Regions from separate parts of the Sus scrofa genome. Here region 1 is linked to region 2. A link is a contact called in public promoter capture Hi-C data. All regions are on one chromosome and are shown on one strand. The core of a region is the stretch at or near the end of the contact, and the rest is flanking DNA. Distances in the headings are between cores, read along the strand shown. Region 1 holds the start of CRP (C-reactive protein, pentraxin-related). Region 2 holds the start of TAGLN2 (transgelin-2).

Evidence for each region. Promoter capture Hi-C pulls out the DNA fragments that hold promoters and counts their contacts.
Region 1: a contact with region 2 is called in a promoter capture Hi-C map of liver, with 2.8 times the contacts expected there. The contact joins the promoter of CRP here to the promoter of TAGLN2 in region 2. A contact is called at or near these places in 1 of 5 promoter capture datasets (liver) and 1 of 2 datasets of contacts at active chromatin or transcription factors (alveolar macrophages).

What each region holds. Positions count from the first base shown.
Region 1 is chr4:90,781,409-90,785,371 of Sscrofa11.1, forward strand. CRP (C-reactive protein, pentraxin-related) reads left to right here and starts at 1,333. Exons shown (of 2, transcript XM_003355107.4): 1 at 1,333-1,597; 2 at 1,842-3,643. The coding sequence starts at 1,534. The coding sequence ends at 2,455.
Region 2 is chr4:90,564,767-90,568,952 of Sscrofa11.1, forward strand. TAGLN2 (transgelin-2) reads left to right here and starts at 1,506. Exons shown (of 5, transcript XM_003125672.5): 1 at 1,506-1,831.

The DNA of each region.
Region 1 (3,963 bases), core at 83-2,582, 220 kb after region 2:
ATTATCCAGGCTCCATCTATCTGCCAGCTTCAGCGTGCATCTTACCCACGGTGGTCAAAGGTGATATTCTAGCTCCTATCATCATGCCTCACACCAGGCAAAGGGAAGGGAGAAGTGGAAGGTAGAGCAGATGCCTTCACTTTAAAGGGCACAACCTGGAAATCATCCCTCTTACTTCTGTTCATATCTCACTGGCCAGAACATACTCACATTCTCATTCCCAGCTGCAAGGGAGGCTGGGAAATTCATTGGCTAGGTGACCATGTGCCCAACCACCAATGCCACTCTTACTGTAGGAGAAGTGGAGAATGGACACTGGGGAGCTAGAAGCCCCTGCTACAAAAGGTATGGTCATTCTTCTCTGATGACTTCTATTTCTCAATAAAGAAAAAGTGAATGCTGGGAGTTCCCATCGTGGCTCAGTGGAAACAAATCTGACTAGTATCTGTGAGGATGTAGGTTCAATCCCTGGCCTCACTCAGTGGGTTAAGGATCCAGTGTTTCTGTGAGCTGTGGTGTAGGTTGCAGGTGCAGCTCAGATCCCGATTTGCTGTGGCTGTGGCTGTGGCCAGTGGCTGCAGCTCTGATTTGGTCCCTAGCCTGGGAACCTCCGAGGGTGTGGCCCTCAAAAGACAAAAAAATAAAATAAAAAAAATTTTGAATGCTGAGTATAAGAATGGATGAGATTTGGGGGTAAGAAGAGAGGAGGAGAAAAATAATCATCCTGAAGGGTGATTTCAGTAGGGAACGGTACTAAGATTGCCAGGCATCATGGAGAAACTACTTGAATTTTGTGAATAAAGGAAATGGCAGGGTCAGATCATCCTGACACCTCCCTAAACCCTGACATATTGAGAAAATATGAAGACACATTGGCATATGGTATATTTGTGATCAAGCACATGTTTCACTGCACCAGAGATTTCTTAAAAATTAAATTCAATGCGCTAAGAAAAATTTGTCCTTGGCTCAGAAAATGGCATGTTTGTTTTCAGCATTTCCCAATCTGTCAACTAGAGGCCTCTGTAAAGGGTGAGCCATGATGGTCAGCTCCAGAGGCTCTTCGCTTTCTTCCAGAAAACCCAATGACCCAATGACTTGGGCTGAAGAAGGTGCTAGAGTTGCAGCTATCATGTGCAATCAGATGGCTATTCTTCTACTAAGATAAGATTTTCCATTATTTCACAGGATAGACAGCCAAAGTGGAGTCCTTGGAGAGCTTCTTCATTTCTCCTGTCACAGAGGTGACTCAGTAGTCACAGGAGTTTGTAATAAATAACCCACATCGATTTCTCTGTTCTGGAACTATGTTGCTTCCCTTCCTCCCAGAGCCCTGACACTGCGAGAAGCAGAATTGGAAGTCATTTACATAGTGGCACAGACGCTTCTACTGCCTTGGGTATAAATCCAGGCAGGATGGGGCAAGTCTTGAGAGGAGGGATCTAGGACTTCTAGTCCCTGAGCTTTCAACCAAAGGCATCTTCTCCAAGGGGGTGAATCCATATTCTGTTACCACTGGCAGCAGAGAGTGACATGGAGAAGCAGTTGTGGTGTTTCCTGGTCTTGATCAGCTTCTCCAATGCTTTTGGCCAGTCAGGTAGGGGCTACCTGGGGCTATGCCAGCGATTTGATCTGAACGATGAAGGTGAAGTCAGAGGAACATCCAGCCTAGACGAGTGTGTGTGTGTGTGTGTGTGTGTGTGTGTGTGTGTGTGTGTGTGTGTGCGCGCGCATAACTGAGGAACAATCAGTCTATTTCTCAAGCCCAAATTCTATATGTAAGGAATAGATCTTTGTGATTTGAGAAATTTCTCCTCTCTCTTCTGTTTTCCATCTCACAGACTTGCATAAGAAGGCCTTTGTGTTTCCCCAAGAGTCGGATAATTCCTACGTGTCCCTGAAAGCGCAGTTAAAGAAGCCACTCAAGGCCTTTACCGTGTGTCTCCATATCTACTCAGAACTGGCCTCAACCCGTGGGTACAGCGTTTTCTCTTATGCCACCAAAAAACAACCTAACGAGATCCTCATATTTTGGTCTAAGGGCAGAGGATATATTCTTGGAGTGCGTGGGACTGAGGTATTATTCAAGAGTCCTGAAAACACCGCAGCTCCGACACACATCTGTGCCAGCTGGGAGTCCGCCTCTGGGATTGCAGAGTTCTGGGTGGACGGGAAGCCCAAGGTGAGGAAGAGCCTGGAGAAGGGAGCCTCCGTGGAGGCAGAGGCAAGCATTATCCTGGGGCAGGAGCAGGACACATTCGCTGGGGAGTATGAGAAGAACCAGTGTTTGGTGGGGGACATTGGAGATGTGAACATGTGGGACTATGTGTTGTCACCAGAGGAGATTAGCACTGTCTATGCTGGTGGGACCTTCAGTCCTAATGTCCTTAACTGGCGGGCGCTGAGTTATGAAATGAGTGGCGAGGTGTATGTCAAGCCCCAGCTGTGGCCCTGAGGCCATGCCGCTGTGGTCCTGGAGGTGTTTCCTGACAGTTGCACTCTGTGGTTCTAGACTGGCCCCAGCCCCTGTACACACACTGCAAGCCAGCTCTGTGAACACAGGCTCTCACATCCCTGCTCTACCCTCCTCAGTGCCAGAGAGGGCATTCAAGTGTCTGGCTTGGGAGGCTGTGAACTACATTGAGAAGTTTTGGTTTTGGTTTTTGGTTTTTACAGCAGGATCAGAATTGCAGGTGTGTTTGGTTCTGTTATTGCTATTTTTTTTTTAAGTTGAAAAAATCTTAGAGACAATACCTTTCCTTCATGTAGATGAGAAAATTGGGACCCAGAAAGGAGAACTGATTTTTTTTTTTTTTAAAGTCACAAGGAGAATCTTTCTCTGAGTTGAGAAAGGTGTGCTGTCTTCTACCTAATTTCCTACCCAAGACTTCCTAGAAAGTAGGAGGGACTTGCCCTTCCATCTCAGAGTTATGACATTGGGCCAGGTCTTTGGAAATGGGAACTCCTAAAAAAGACAAAAGACAAAAAGGAAAAAAAAAAAAAAGAAATGGGAAACCTAGCAATACTGTACATTCTTCCCATTTCTCAAAGTACCCCAGAAAGGCAATCAGAATGGCCCTAGTAGAGAAGACCTATCTATTTCCCTAGACAAAGTGGAGCATTTAGATGTAGCTACCGTAATTATTAGTGCCAAGGTCTTACAGAGCCATGTTTTTTGTTTGCTCACAGTGATTTCTTAATTTTGTGGTTCTTTCGGGAAACTCTTCTCAAACTCCACCTTTTCCCCAACATACCCAGGCCACAGAGTGGCTGTGACCCACGCTATCCTAATAGAGTAGCCCCAATCCTATTTGGAGATTGGGGGGGATGATTGTATGTTCCTGGAAGGACCAATTTTAGTCTTCCCAGGATTGTTTTATGAACTTTGGGAGTGAGACATCTTCCTGCTGGAATTCCAAGCTATGAGGGTATTAGCCTGAGATCTCCAAAAGCCATCTCATTTAAACATGGAGAAGGAATATGAGGAAAGAAGCCAAGCTGGGACCAGCAGAGCCAAAGGACTGACAGCACAGACAGGCAGCTTTGACTGCCCCATTTGAATTTCTGAGTCACCCTTGCCCAGAACCAGATCTGTATCTGGACGTCCCAACTTACTGAACTAATAAAGCCCTCGTTTACATTAGTGAGTTTCAGCTGTTCTTTAATGGTTGCATTTGAAGCGGTGACCAACTTTTCTAATGATCCTCTGAAACCAAGTCCCTGTGAGTTCAGACCTGCTGTTACCTGTCCTGCAATAACATACCTATTGGCACTCTAACCTCTCCTAGAATCTCCTATAGGGATTCTCTCTGATGAGCATAGCTTCTCTTTTGTGATAGCTGATCATTGATGTGAGGTCAAATGTGGGGGTTTAAAAAGCTCACTCTAGGGAGTAAGAGGTACACATTATTATGTTCAAAATAAGCTGCAAGGATATATTGTACAACATGGGGAGTATAGCCA
Region 2 (4,186 bases), core at 256-2,755:
CCTCCATATGCCGCAGGTGCGGCCCTAAAAAGACAAAAAGGCAAAAAAAAAAAAAAAAATAGTCACAGGATGATATGACAAGTCCTCTGACAAAGCTATGTGTTGGTTACTAGGGTAGCAAGAAGGAAGGAGTCAGCCAACAGTGAATGCTTACAGCTTGTGCTGGGACAAATGCTACCTCTGGGGTGGGCCTCTGCAGGCATCCTCACAGAAAGTGGGAGCAATGATAATAGCTGTCAGCTGAGCACTCACTGTGTGCCGGGCACTGCTCTAAGCTCTTCACATGTATCATTTAATTCTCTACCACTCTAAGGTAAGTAGTACCATTAGCTCTATTTTTATAGACCAGGGAGCTGGGGTGTAGAGCTTTAGTGATTTGCCCCGAGGTCACAAAGTCCATGAGGGGTAGGGCAGGTGAGAAGACAGTCAAGGGAAGGAGGAACAGCCTATGTGAAGGCATGGAGGAGTGAAAAGACTTGGCCTCCCAGGGTGTCAGTGTGCACTGGAATATTCAGGAAGGGAGTATGGGGAAGAGAGAATGGAGAAGTAGGAGGGCATTGGTTGTTGATGTCCTTAAAAACCAGCATATATGGGATCGTCTAACAGCTATGAAAACTCCACTGATGGAGTTCATGGCTCAGAGGTTACGAACCCAACTAGTATCCATGAGGACACAGGTTCGATCCCTGGCCTTGCTCAGTGAGCTAAGGATCTGTAGTTGCTGTGAGCTGTGGTGCAGTTTGCAGACACGGCTCTGATCCCACATTATTGTGGCTATGGTATAGGCTGGCAGTTGCAGCTCTGATTGGACCCTTAGCCTGGGAACTTCTATATGCCGCAAATGCGACCCTGAAAAGACAAAAAAATTTAAAAAAAAAACCAAAAAATAAATAAAACTACACTGATAGCTGCAAGCAGGGACTCCATCCACCACAAATGATGTTCTCCTCCACCATCAGAGATGGAGGAACTGCCAGCCTCCTCCTCCTCTCTCTCTTTTTAAGGGCTGCACCTATTTCATATGGAAGTTCTTAGGCTAGGGGTCCAATCAGAGCTGCAGCTGCCAGCCTACACCACAGCTCATGGATACTAGGTTTGTTGCCCCTGAGCCACAACGGGAACTCCCTGAGGGCTCTTCTTCTGATCCCTCCAGGATTTAAGAGATGCCAGGCCTTGCTGTACAGTGGGAAAATAAAAAAAATAAAATAAAATAAAATTAAAAAAAAAAGAGATGCCAGGTCATGGAGGAGGAGATGAAGGGGAAAAAGTCAAGTCTGAACCCTGGGTCCCAACACTGGTCACACCCCTTAGGCCCTGAGAAAGGAATGACTTCACTGTTAGTCTCTGCCCAGGCTTGAAGAAGGTGGGGAGCAAGACCAAGTCCGGGAGCTGTCCTGGCCTGCATGTCACACCCTAGTCAATTGTGGGGGGGTGGGTGGGGAGTGTCTTCCTGTGCCTCTGTTTACCTAAACATCCTTTTTAAACCAAGAGGCTTCTTCGCACGTAAAAAACGCCCTTCTTGCGCTAACCTAGGCAGAAAGTTTCCCACTGGGGCACAAGTTTACGGGTTCTAGGGTAGGTGTAGAAGTTCTCCAGGGCGGAGGCTACTGTCTTGAGATCCTTTAACCCAGGTTCTGGTCTCCAGCCCCATCTCTTAAGCACTGCCCTCCGCTTCTGCAGTGCGGCGCCTTTAAACCCTCTCGGCCTTGCCCCGCCTTTGGTCCGCCCCGTCCGAGGCGGGAGCCTGCTGAAAACCCCCGGCCCAGCCCAGGCGCTCCATTCGCGCGGCAGCCCCAGTCTTAAGTGCGCAATTCTCCTGCCTGAGTGAAAGGTGAGCTGGAGGGAGGGGGTCCGTCGGGGCGGGGGAGGGGGGATGTGCGCGGTCTCTAGGCTGCAGGAAGCCCGAGCTTGCGACCTGCTCCTGTGAGCTTGGGGACCAAGGGCTCGCAGGCAGGGGTCCGATGACTGCTCTGCCCCGCCCCGGGCTGTCAGGTCTGTCCTCAGACTCTGACCCCGCATTGTTGAGCCATGAGGTCAGGCGGTGTTGCGGGTGCATAGACGGGGCGTCTGTCTGGATCAGGGACGTGGGGACTGCGTCCCTCCCGCGGACTTCAGCTCCAGATCCGTGCTAGGGTGAGGAAAGGAGGGCGTCAGGGACTGGCCCCGAGGGACGGGGCGTACAGGGTCCCAGCGCCCACCCTGGCCCGCTCCGCGCCGCCGGGGCTTCCCGCGCGACCCTTCACTTCCTGATTCCAGGAACACGTGTGGGTGCTGCTTGCCCTCTGCGTCCCAGTCCTTTCTCTTTATTCTCCTGCAGATCTTTTTTCTAGGGACTCCGAGGCGCGGTTTGGAGCAAGGGGGCTCCGTGCGCGGGTCCCGCAGTGGCCTCCCCTTCCAGGGTTGGCGCCGGGAGTTAAAGCCCCAGTCGCCTTGAGGAGAGTCCCCTGATCTCAGACATCTGGGAGGCTGCAGCTCTGACCGCGCCCCGGGGTGCCCTGCCTGTAGGCGGTGGTGTTGGGGGAGGGTGGCGGCTTTCCCGCGCCTCCAGCCCCTACGGGAGCCGATGCCCCCACTCCTTGCCCCCTACTGCTGGGAAAGTCGGTGGTGGCCGCGGGCGGGCGGGCTGCCCAGACCACTGCGTCACCCCAGCGGCGGGCGGTGGGTGACTCATCCCAGTAACGGCCCAGGGTGTGGCGAGGGGGGCGGCTGTGGGGGCCGGACCAGCAGGACCGGAAATGGACTGCCGCCTGGCCTCCACCCCTTCACCCCGGCTCTGCAGGCCTCCTGGAGTCTCCAGGAGCCGGTACCCGTGAGATTCAGGGGGAAACGTGCTATCAGTGAGCAGAAGTGAGGATGGACTGGTGTGGAGATCCGGTGCAGGAGGCTCTCCTAGTTTTCTGACTCCAGAGCACCAGACAGAGGGCCGGTTCCCCGTTTCCAGCTTCACTCCCGAGTTCTCCTTCCTGGTCCACAGAGAAGACTTAAAACTGCAGAGGAGGCCAAGGTAGGGTGGGGCCAGCAGCAGGGCCCTACCTGCCCAGAATCCAAAGGGTCTTTGTCCAGTTGCACTTCTCCCCCCATCCCCACCCCCACCCTCACTCCACTGCCCCAGTCAATCCCTCTTTTGCCTACTGGGGACTGGCTTCCTTTTCTCCCCCCACCTCCCCTCACCCCCCATCCCCTCTCCCTCCAGGATTTTCAGGTATGGGGCTCACTTGTTCCCAGGGCATTTCATCTTCTCCTGAACTATTTCCTTAAGTCTCCCTCGCTACTCCCAAACTCGAATAACTTCCAGTCTCCTCCACCCTACTCTTAACAGCTGCTTCTTTGAGGAATCCCTTGCACCTGTCTGTACCTGGCAACTGCTCTGAAGGAGCCCCTTTCCCAAGGATCTGCCCCACCCCATGCTCAGAGCCTCTTCACCACTCCTGTGTCGAGTGGATGTTTCAGCCTGGGAGCCCCCACCCTGCCCCATTCCTGTGTTTGGTACACAGAAGCCATGGCAACAGCCGCCAAGTACCCCTCCTCCCCTGGTGCAAAGCCTGTGGCTTCCTCTTTGTGTAGTTTCAGCTTTCTCTTCTGCTCACTGACTCTTGATAGCTAGGGGAGTGCCTTGGGACAGCCCCTCAATCATAGGTCTCCCACCACCCTTGCTTCTGCCTGCTGCCTGTGGCACTACTTTTTGGAAGCAAGTACCCCATTTTGCCCTTTCAGGATGGTCTTAATGCCAATTCTGAATTGGGAAGTTCCCCTGTGTCTTCTCTGCTCAATGAATGGAGAGTCCCTTTGTCTGCCCAGTTAAACCCCAGCCAGGAGCCCTTGAATCTTCCCACCCCCCACCCCTGTCCCATCCCTCCGCCTTTTCTCTGTCGTCAGCCCGGGTCGGATGAGGTAAGCTTCCAGCCCAGGGCCTGGGTGGGGCTGAGGGCTGGAGTGCCGTTCGTGGCCCCTCCCCCTGTCCCAAGTATTGTAAGCTTGTGGGTAGGGGCTGAGGGCTGTTCCCACAGCTCTAGGCAGCTCTCTAGTTTACTCACAGTCAATCCATCCCCCATGCGGTGCAGCTGTCCTTCTGGACCCCCAGTGGTGGGCATCTCCCACACAGCTCCTCCCCACCCCAGTAGGCAACTGGTGACTTCCCTCTTTGAAGGGAGAGCCAGGGTGAGTCCCCTGGGTGTCTCTGGGGTGG